2 separate regions of the Canis lupus genome follow, and region 1 is linked to region 2. The links are chromatin contacts, called in public Hi-C maps. All regions are on one chromosome and are shown on one strand. The core of a region is the stretch at or near the end of the contact, and the rest is flanking DNA. Distances in the headings are between cores, read along the strand shown.

What was found. Hi-C and Micro-C count contacts between places; a contact is called where the count stands out from the background.
Region 1: a Hi-C map of blood shows a contact between it and region 2, with 4 times the contacts expected there. The contact joins two enhancer-like sites. A contact is called at or near these places in 4 of 9 Hi-C or Micro-C datasets (amygdala and blood).

What each region holds. Positions count from the first base shown.
Region 1 is chr28:14,807,843-14,812,908 of UU_Cfam_GSD_1.0, reverse strand. No RefSeq gene overlaps it. Among named protein-coding and RNA genes, the nearest start is that of HPS6, 7.4 kb to the right of the region's middle. Within about 2 kb of position 3,673, at least 1 of the 20 cell types and tissues checked has an H3K27ac peak or open chromatin away from gene starts, as enhancers often do. A contact at or near this core is called in blood, where this site is marked.
Region 2 is chr28:14,596,256-14,601,973 of UU_Cfam_GSD_1.0, reverse strand. It overlaps KCNIP2 (potassium voltage-gated channel interacting protein 2), which reads left to right. Exons shown (of 10, transcript NM_001197190.1): 2 at 1,095-1,190; 3 at 2,028-2,081; 4 at 2,771-2,895; 5 at 3,293-3,362; 6 at 3,533-3,603; 7 at 3,735-3,842; 8 at 4,028-4,132; 9 at 4,270-4,332; 10 at 4,642-5,718. The coding sequence ends at 4,689. All of the region lies in intron 2 of LOC111092927 (a long non-coding RNA gene), which reads right to left. Among named protein-coding and RNA genes, the nearest start is that of OGA, 7.4 kb to the right of the region's middle. Within about 2 kb of position 1,558, at least 7 of the 20 cell types and tissues checked have an H3K27ac peak or open chromatin away from gene starts, as enhancers often do. A contact at or near this core is called in blood, where this site is marked.

The sequences.
Region 1 (5,066 bases), core at 2,424-4,923, 210 kb before region 2:
TTACAATTCATACTATTAGCTTTGAAATTGTGATTCTTGGGCAGCCCTGGTGGCGCAGCGGTTTAGTGCCACCTGCAGCCCAGGGTGTGATCCTGGAGACCTGGGATCGAGTCCCACATCAGGCTCCTTGCATGGAGCCTGCTTCTCCCTCTGCCTGTGTCTCTGCCTCTCTCTCTCTCTCTCTCTCTCTGTGTCTCTCATGAATAAATAAATAAAATCTTTTAAAAAAATTAAAAAAAAAAAAAAGAAATTGTGATTCTTGAAAAAGGTTTTATTTTGGGAAAACTACTTCCAGGGCAGCCCGGGTGGCTCAGTGGTTTAGCACTGCCTTTGGCCCAGAGCCTGATCCTCCTGGAGACCCGGGATCGAGTCCCACGTCGGGCTCCCTGCATGGAGCCTGCTTCTCCCTCTGCCTGTGTCTCTGCCTCTCTCTCTCTCTCTCTCTCTCTGTGTCTCTTATGAAATAAATAAAATCTTAAAAAAAAAGGAAAGTTACTTCCATTTCACATTTTGTGCATAAAGTGAGACTTTTGTGTGTGTGTGTGTGTGTGTGTGTGTGTGTAGCTAATCCTAATCCTAAACTAATCCCTTTGTACCCTAGGCCATAAGGACCAGTCAGTTCCTGCATCTATAACCAAACCTGTGTATGTGTGTGTGTGTGTTTAAAAAAGATTTTATTTGACAGGAGAGAAAGACAGCACAAGTAGGCAGAGTTGGCAGGCAGAGGGAGAGGGAGAAGCAAGCTCCCCACTGAGCAGAGAGCCTGATGTGGGCTGAATGTGGGGTTCCCAGGACCCTGGGATCACAACCTGAGAGGAAAACAGCTGCTTAACCAACTGAGCCACCCAGGTGTCCCTTATTGTGTTTTTTAAAAAAGATTTATTTATTTTAGAAAGAGAGTGTGTGAGCAGGGGGAAGGGCGGAGGGGGAGAGAGGGAGAAAAAGAAGTAGATTCCCTGCTTAGCTTGGAGCCCTATGGGCTGATGTGGACTCAACGCGGGTCTCAGAGCTCTATCTCATGACCCTGAGATTGTGACCTGAACCGAAATCAAGAGTAGGACGCCTAATCGACTGAGCTACCCAGGCACTCCAGAGACTTTTTTTTTTTTTTTAAGATTTCATTTATTTATTCATGAGAGACAGGGAGAGAGGCAGAGACCCAGACAGAGGGAGAAGCAGGCTCCACGCAGGGAGCCCGACGTGGGACTTGATCCCGGGATTCCAGGATCATGCCCTGGGCTGAAGGCAGGCATTAAACTGCTGAGCCACCCAGGGATCCCCTCCAGAGACTTAACTGATTTTGAATAATGCCTGATATCTTATTCCTATATTTCACATTCATATAAAATATGACCTTACTGTGGCTTCCCAGGAAATGCTGCTGTGCCTTCAACTTCTGCCCCAGTTGGATCAAATTATCCAGGTCAGGCTGGCAGAGTTCTAACCCTAGAGATGAAGCATCCTGGCAGCTCAGGACCTCTTTCTTCTGGGAAATACCATCCTACACAAGTCCAAGGTCCTTTCTCCTTCCATGATTTTGCTCCCCTCAAATATACCCTGACCTCCTTCTCCTTAATTTACCACCTCCAGAGGCTTCCTTAGTCCTTAGTGGATAAATGGGCAAGGCAAGTACAGGTATGTTTGAAGGTAATGGGTGGAGATGGCTATGATAAGAGTAACCACCAGGGGGAGCCTATGCCTAAGAAGACACTGAGTAGGGGCCTAACGGAGCCACTCAGGATTTTTCTTCCCTTTTTTCCCAGAGCAGTAAAGATGCCAGGTATTCTAGATTGAGGTGGCTTGCTATGGAGCTGGGTGTCTAGAGCTGCCCCTTTCTCATCTCTGACTCCCTCTCTTTCCCTGATCATGCAGAGAAAGTGTCAACTAAATTCTGGTGCATCTGAACAGAGTGGAATAATACTTCCTAAGGACAAGTTCCCTGATAGCCATATTCAATGTTGGGATTAATCCTCAGTTTTGTTTTTTTTTACCTTACCCGATAACCCCCACTAGTTCCTGCCACCCGTCCCTCCCTGAAAACCTCATAGACCCAGGCTTTCCCACCGCTCTTCCTCTCTTGGTTTAGAGATCAGGGGGCCCCCTGGGTAGTACAGTTATGTACATTCCTTACACCTTCACCCGAACTCCCAAGATGGCCCTGGCTCAGCAACTCCTCCCACCTCCCTGCCCCATGGCCCCAGGTAGTCTGGTTCTTCCTTCAGATCCAGCTGACTGGGGCACCTGGGTAGCTCAGTGGTTGAGTGTTTGCTATTGGCTCAGGTCGTGATCCCGGGATCCTAGGATCAAGTCCCACTTCGGGATCCCTAAAGGGATCCTGTCTATATTTTTGCCTCTCTTTGTGTGTCTCTCATGAATAAATAGATTAAAAAAAAAAAAAAAAAGATTCAGCTGACCTATTCCCATCAATTCCAGGTCTGGATGAACCAAACAGTGAGTCTGGCCTATGGGAAGAAGGGAAGAAGGCCAGAGAATCCCTAAAGCCTAGAAACTAATCCCTTTGTACCCTAGGCCATAAGGACCAGTCAGTTCCTGCATCTATAACCAAACCTACTATGTCCCTGGTATTGTGATACATGCTAAGAAAACCAAAGTACAAATAACTATAGTCTCTGCCCTCCAGGAACTTGTGTGCTAATCAGGCAGGCAAACAAATAACTAGGCAATCACAAGATAGTTTGAGAAATGCTTTTTTGGAAGTATTACCAAGAATGGTGGGAGAACAGGAGCAGGTGCAACTAAATCTATTGTGGGTGAGTTAGGAAGCCTTAGGAGAGGGGGTGACATTTGGAGTATATGGTAAAGGGTTTAGGTCAGGCAGAGAAGAGAGTGAAAAGCTTCCTAAGCACAAGGCACAGAGTGAGGGAGAAATCTAGCTAGTTCGGGGAAACACAAGTAGTTCAAAGTGTAACACATTCTTTTTTTTTTTAAGATTTTATTTATTTATTCGTGAGAGACACAGAGAGAGAGAGTCACAGATACAGGCAGAGGGAGAAGCAGGCTCCGTTCCATGCGGGGAGCCTGACGTGGGTCTTAATCCCTGGTCTCCAGGACCACACCCTGGACTGAAGGTGGCGCTAAACTGCTGAGCTGCCCAGGCTGCCCAAAGTGTAACATATTCTTCAGAGGGTGGGGGAGGAAGTGAATGGAGAGAGGACTGGAAAGAGAAGCAACACCATTTGTGAAGAAAGAGATATGTTTGGCCTTTGCGGTGAATATTGAGCTTGATTCGATTAGTTTGTTATAATACTCTGGATAAGCAAGGTTAGATTTGAGGAGTCAGGGACACCAACTTGGAATCCACTGTTAACAGCCTCAATGACTGGTGGCTGGGGCCAGGTCTAGCCGTAGGCCTGTGTATGAAAGGAAAGCTAGAGTGGTTTGAACACTGACCCACCCTAGCCACCAGGTCCCATTGCCTACAGGTCACATAGAGAGGGAGGGGTGGGGCCGTGGTCTCTGGCTTTTGCAGGCTGGAGAAGACTCTGGCCGCTGTAGTCCTGTGGTTCACCGTTGGGTGGTATAGAACTTGTGGTCTGCGTTCAAACAGGAGATCCCCTAGTGAGGGAGGGGAAGTATGAGGCTGGAGCTGGGGATTGGGTAGGCAGTAGGGAAATGAAAAAAGGGAGGATTGGGCCTCATGGCCACATACGCAGATAAAGCCTATGGTTTTACTTTCTTTCCTTTGCTCTTTCCTTTGCTCAGTCCTGACACATGGTATGGGATCACTTTACTTCCTACATTAGGGGCAGGGCATAAGCAAGGGCAAGAGCAAATAAGTACCCAGTCTGTAAGAGCAAGTGAAAGTTCCCATCTAAGTCTACTTGTTCCCCTAAAAGTTGTTGGGCTGGGTGGTTCCCCGCCTGGAGGCCCTCCTAGTGGGTAGCCCTGAGGAACTTCTTCAAGCCATATCACTCCAAAAAAATGCCTTGGTCCCCTTCTTCTGTTCATGCCCCTCAGGGGCCCACTGAGTAAAATTCCTTCTCCTCTGAGTATGGACAGAGACCCAAGCAAAGTCTTAGGCTGAGAAGAAATAACCATGATTCAGCAGGATTATGAACAGGAAGCAGATTCCTGCTTTTGTCCATTTCTAGCTTCTCTCTAAGGAGCCAGAATGGGCCCATCCTCAAAACCTAGAAGAGGAGGAAGAGCCCTTCCCAAACCAGAAAGAGGCTGAGGTGGAGGCTGAGGGATGACGACCGGCCCTAGTTCTGGGCCTCTGGGAGGAGCAGTAGCTTAAGGGCCAGTAGCTTGACTCCTGGTGTTGGTAGACAACCTGGTTAGGAAAAAGGCCAGCCAAGTCCTGGCTGGAAGGTTAGGACAAAAGCCAGGCAAGTTCTTGGATGAGGCCTGTGTACCATCCCTAGGCTTTAATGAGGCTGAGGAACCATCTCAGGATTTGGCATGCAGATGAGCTACCTCAGGACTCCCATGAAGCTGAGGAATAACACCAGCCCTAGACAAGCCTGAGGGGCTGTCCCCCTTTTGCAGAGAGACTAAGGAACTGTCCCTAATCCCATATGAGTTTAAAGAGCCACTTTAAACCCAGGAAGAGGCTGAGCAGACTCTAAGCTATAGGTCCCAGGTAAGGACAAAGCTGAATGGCAGTCCTTACCTTGGTCCTAAGCCTTGGACAAAGGATGGCTGGGAGCCCAGGATGATGGTGAGTAGCAGCACCCACAGGCCTACCCTAAGACTAGAACCAGGCTGAGGGGCCACCTGAATAGAAGTGCGCATGGAAGGCCTATTTAGAGGTAGCCTTGCAACTAAATCCAGGTAACGGACATCCAAGCTGGAGATGTTTTTATTTCTCTGCTTAGGGAGTCAGCAGCAATGTGGGTGCTTTAATGCCTCTTGTTACTAACCAAAGGGCTCTGCAGGTAGCTCTCCTGTCTGTGGTAACTCTTCCCCTTAATTGCTCCAGGAGTCCTGGGGGAGACAGGCATGGACTCAGAGCCCATCACAATTCCTACTTGGTTCCAGAAATTTTGGGAAAAGAAAGCGTGCAGCTCTGCAGATTTCCCTTTTCTCAAGAGGCAACAGAGCTA
Region 2 (5,718 bases), core at 309-2,808:
GGGATACAATTAGAGCTGTAGGACACCGGTGTAAATAAGGGGAAGTGAGGGGAACCGTGGTCAGTAGCCCTACATTACACCAAAATACTCATCTCCAAGGTCTGTTATTGCTTGCTGTCATGTCACCTTCAAAGACATGGGAGGAGACACACTTTTAGCGTGAATGAGTGAGTTAACTGATGAGGAACTTTGTTCCACTGGCAGGGAGATTCTAGGTGCCTTGGAATGAGGGATTATAGGAAGGAAAGGTGGGAAGAACAAACATGGATTCTGTTGGTGATGTGCAGTCTTAGGTATCTGGGTGCCGTGGACACATAAGTCACAATATGATATGGGTATGTGTCGTGATCTTGATATGTGTCATAATATTATAGGGTCACAGTGTATTGCAGTGTCCTTAGCACACCATGTCGTAATATCCCACGTGTTTTTGTATGATTTGATCACACTGCAATGTAAGATGGCCTATGTGGGTCCTCATGTGTATGGCTTATGCTTTTCCTAGGCCACATTTGTATATGTTTGTATTAAGGGATACTACACGAAAATGTGTACTTGTGTGTGTGTGTGTGTGTGTGTGCACGCGCGCGCATGTATTGGGGCCTGCTTAATTAGATCATTGGGTTTGAGTGAGTTGCTGGGTATCAAGCTGTCCTTGTATGGCATCCATCACTATGATTTATCATTCTATGTGTCACTATACACACTTGTCTATGTGTGTGTGTGTGAGAGAGAGACAGAGACAGAGACAGAGGTGTTCCTACCTAGGCAGTTCCTACCCAGACCTCCCCTCAGAGGTCCACCTATAGCACTGGAGCCAAGGGCACTGGGTCAACAGGCACTGAGGCCATTGCTACCTCCCCTTGGTGGCCTCATTGTCCCCAGCTGCGTCCCATGATACAAGATGCCCGAGTGGACTTTCTATGCCTGTGAAACCCACTGTGCTTCCCTAACCCAGCCCCAGCTACTCTTACCATTCTCATCCAGTCCCCTCCCAACACCCCTTCCCCTCAGGGTCGATTTGCGATGGTGGGGAGGGGAACGGAGGGACAGTAGGGGTTAATGTGCCTTCCTGGGGTCTTCTCTCTTCCCAGGCCACCCTCCAGGGCCCACTAAAAAAGCGCTGAAGCAGCGGTTCCTCAAGCTGCTGCCTTGCTGCGGGCCCCAGGCCCTGCCCTCAGTCAGTGAAAGCAAGTGCCTCTCCTGTGCTTCCGGGGGCGGGGCCCGTTTGTGTCGGGGTGTGACCCGTGTGACAGGAGTGGGCCTGCGTGTGTGTGGGCGTGACCAGTGAGGGGGTGGGCGCTGTGGAGAGGGCGTTAGTAGGTGCTGGGAGGAAGCCGAGGGTGCCGGCGGGGCCGGCTTTGGGGGGCGGGGCCCAAGTGTCTGAGGGAGCCTCGGGTGCCTGGGTGTGGCCGGTGTGGCAGGGCACGAGGCCTGAGACTGTGGGTATGGCCGATGTGGCCGATCGAGACACAGACTGCTACGAGGTCTGTGCGTGGCTTATCTGGGTTGGTGGCTGCGACTGTGGCCGCCCTGCCCGGGGCATGTGGCCCCTGCCCTGCCTGGATGGATGCAGGTGCAGAGGATGGAGCCCGCCTTCATCCAGATGCCAGGATCCTTGGGTTTTCTAGTCCCAGCCAGTCCCCACTTGAGTGGCCTCACTTTGTCTCCTGAGGCCTATTTCCTCGGTTGGGCCTTGCCCAGCCCATAGGATTATACTGAATGTATGGAGGCCCATTTTGTAGTTATTATTTGAGGGTGTCATTGTGTTTGATTCCACTGGGTACCACATGGGGGTAGAATTGGGGAAATGACAGGCGTGAGTCCCACAAGCATGTGTGCGTGGGGTCTGTTCCGTGTGTGTCTATGCTTGTTCATTGTGTGTGCCTCTGTGCGCGGGGCTGGGTGTGTGTGTGTGCATCGTAACACGCAGGTCTTTGAGATTTGCTGTTGAGTGTGAGGGCCGAGGTGTGTGTCTGCAGTTGGCCGGGTCTTCCACTTTCTCGGTGACAATTCGCTCCCTTCAGCATTAGCAGTCCCAGCCTCCCTCCGCCCCCACAGACCCCGCCCGCTGGACCCAGGTGACTTACTGTCCTGGTGGGGGCGGGGGTCGGGCCTTCGGGCGCGTGGGGTGGGGGCACTTGCCTGGGGACTGGATGTTGGGAACTGGGGCAGGACTGAGATGCTGCCAGGGATGAAGCCTTAACTAAGGTTTATTGGTGTCAGGTAGGGGTGGGGTCTGGATGGGCTTGGCTGGAGCTGGGCGGGGCATGGCTCGAGCATGGCTGGGATAGGAGGAGCTTGGCTGGAGGGAAGGGTCTAGGCGGGGCAAGTGTGCCGCTGGCCAGATCAGAGTGGATCAGGGTAGGCGGAGCCTAGATCCCCAGACGCTTCCTCTTTAACCCGTTTTTCTACTCCTCCCTTTCTGGGAGGAAGATGGAGCTAGGGGCCTTCCCCTTGAAGCAGGGATCAAGGGCCCGGGGACCAGCGATGAGTCGGACCCCTGGTTCTGGGGCTAGGCCTGCCCATAGGTGCAGCCAACTGATAGATCTGGAAGCTGACCAGCATCTTGCCTTCATGTCCTCAGACCGGGGTCCAGGGAACTGGCAGGCTGGTGTCTGGTGTTGGCTATGGGGAGGATGGGTGGGTGGGTGGTTTTGAAGAGGGGTGGTGGAGGCCGGGCCTGAGGCGCGGTTGTCCCCCCCTCCACTGCCTCCCTCCCCGCCGCCCCCACCCCCCACCCCCCCCCACCCCCACTCCCCCGCCGCAGACAGCGTGGAGGATGAGTTCGAACTGTCCACGGTGTGTCACCGGCCAGAGGGTCTGGAGCAGCTGCAGGAGCAAACCAAGTTCACGCGCAAGGAACTGCAAGTCCTGTACCGGGGCTTCAAGAATGTGAGTGCAAAGGAAGACCTAACTGAGGGGTGGGGCAGGAAGGGTGGGGCCTATCCTGGACTTCTAAGGTTGGTTGGCCTGGATGCTTTAGGGGTATGAGAAGGAGTGAGAGGGAGGAGGAGGGGCCCCCCTCTTCCCCATAGACCAGATTTCTAGCGGGAGGCTCTGGCGGATTTGAGGCCAGGCAGAGCCTGTAAATCCGCCCTGCTGGTGAGTTCTGTGTTTAAACTTGTGCACTGAGAAGTCTTGCCTTCCCTAAAAGAACTGCGTGGTTAGCCCCCTGGAGACAGGAAGATTTGCTTTCTCTGGGAGTCTGGCATAGAGTAGGTGGTGGTGAGTGGAAGGGGGCTTTGTTTCTGCCCTCAGTCTGGTTTCTAACTCTCCCCCCACCTCCCAGGAATGTCCCAGCGGAATTGTCAATGAGGAGAACTTCAAGCAGATTTACTCTCAGTTCTTTCCTCAAGGAGGTGAGGGGACAAGACCTGAGAGGAAGCAGCTGTCCATCTAGGCTGAGTTGGGGAGAGGGTTCTGGAGGGGCCTGGGAATGCCAAGTGATAAGAGGGGTTTGGGGAACCCCATAGCCATAGCAAGCCCTTTCCTGTCTGAAAGCCAAACTTTTCCATACTTATCTTTACAGACTCCAGCACATATGCCACTTTTCTCTTCAATGCCTTTGACACCAATCATGATGGCTCTGTCAGTTTTGAGGTGAGCTGGAGGAGGTGGGCCAAGGAAGCCTGTTTCCTGAGGCTTCAGGGCCAGGATCCACAGGCCAAACCCAGACTGGGGATTGGGTAAAGGGTATTTGAAAATACAGTTCCTCTCTGTCTCCTTCCCAGGACTTTGTGGCTGGTTTGTCGGTGATTCTTCGGGGAACCATAGATGACAGACTAAACTGGGCCTTCAACTTGTATGACCTCAACAAGGATGGCTGCATCACCAAGGAGGTGTGGGACAACTGAAGAGCTGGAGAGATTTCATGTGTGTGGGGAGGTGCAAAGGGCCCTGAGGAGGAAAACCTGACCAACATATGCTTCCCCAGCAATGGGTGGGGTCTGCCGTGGGCTCTAATCCTCTTGATTTGGAGACTGGAGGCTCTGAAGAGGGATCCTTTTCTCCCTTGGCCTAACAGGAAATGCTTGATATCATGAAATCCATCTATGACATGATGGGCAAGTATACGTATCCTGCACTCCGAGAGGAGGCCCCAAGGGAGCACGTGGAGAGCTTCTTCCAGGTGCCTGGGACTGGGTAGGCTGGAGGGTTCTGGAGTGTAGGGAAGGAGGCAAGGTCCCAGCAGAGAACTTACCTGAGTTCTACCTGCCTCTCTCCTGTCATCCCTCCTGTTCTCTCTACCTGACTACCTTTTTGCAGAAGATGGACAGGAACAAGGATGGCGTGGTGACCATTGAGGAATTCATTGAGTCTTGCCAAAAGGTACAGGCCCCTGCCCTCCACATTTCCATGATCTGGACTCAGGGTCCAATTCAGTGATGTAGGAAAAAAGCTCCTTTGGGCAGAGTATCATCTCCCTAACTTGCCCACACCCCCAAGTTCTGTTCCTTTGCAACTTGGGGATGCCTGTCCCTTCCCTCTTTCAGGTCTCTCTGGGTGTCTCCTCCCTTGCTGCCTCTCTCCATCTCTGAATGTCCCCATTTCAGATGAATGTCCCTCTCTGTGTCCCTGATAAGCTCTTTTTATTTCTCTCTCTCTCTCCAATCTGCCTCTCCCACCCCATGGCTACAGGACGAGAACATCATGAGGTCCATGCAGCTCTTTGACAATGTCATCTAGCTCCCCAGGAAAGGGGGTCAGTTGTCCTGGGGGGACCATACTCTAGCTCTAGTCCAGGTGGAACTCACCCTTCTCTTCCCAGGTCTGTCCTCATCCTAGCCCTGCCCTGGGGGCTGTAGGAATCTAAGAGCCTGGGGATTCAGTGGTCCAGATTGCTGGAGCTAAAGGGGCCAGGGCATGGGCAGAGTGTATCTGTGGGGTGTTCCCAACTCCCAACAGCTCCCACCCCCTTCCTGCCTGACACTCAGTGCTGAGGATGCCCCTGCTATAGGAAATAAATGGTTCTCCACCTTCCATTCCCACTCTAGAAACTACAACACTAGACAAAGTGTCTCCTGCTATGGTGCTTTCCTTATCCCTGATCTCATATGCATTTCCTCTAAGATTTCCTTCTCAGAGAGTCTGCTCTGTCCTCCACACTGACTGACCTTTTAGACCAGGACCTTTGAGAGCCTTGTAGGAGGAGGAAAAGAATGTAGGGAGAGAAATCTTAGGCCTGAGCCTGGTGGTTAGGTCATAGGAGGCTGGGGTAAAATGCAGAAAGGCCTAGTGCTTGTCAGTGACAGCTCAGGCATGCCAGACTATAGCTCTGAGCCCCATAGGTCTGCCAACCCAGGCTATCAGAATATGAATTCCAGGCTCTTTGGAAGACTCTGTCTCCTTGGAAATGCCCCAGAAATGTCCGTACTTTCCTCAGTATTCCAAGAGAGCCTGAGATCCTGATGTCTGGCTCATGCCTCAAACTCCTTCCTCTCCTTCCTTCCTGTTTGTATGGGTGGTGGCAGCAGCAGGGGAATATGAGTGGGAGATCTCCCAGCTGATACCTGCCAAAGCTTCAGCCTACCCTCTCTGATGGCTACAACTTAAGTTTTCATTTACCATTTCTTCTAGACTTGGAGGCATGGAGTGAGTCAGGGACCATCCAGTGGCTGCCTTAGAAGAAAGGGGAAGGAGGGAAGTGGGCATAGCATCTGAACCCAGTGTGGGGGCATTCACTAGAATCTTTGATCTGCCCAGGCTCTATCCCAA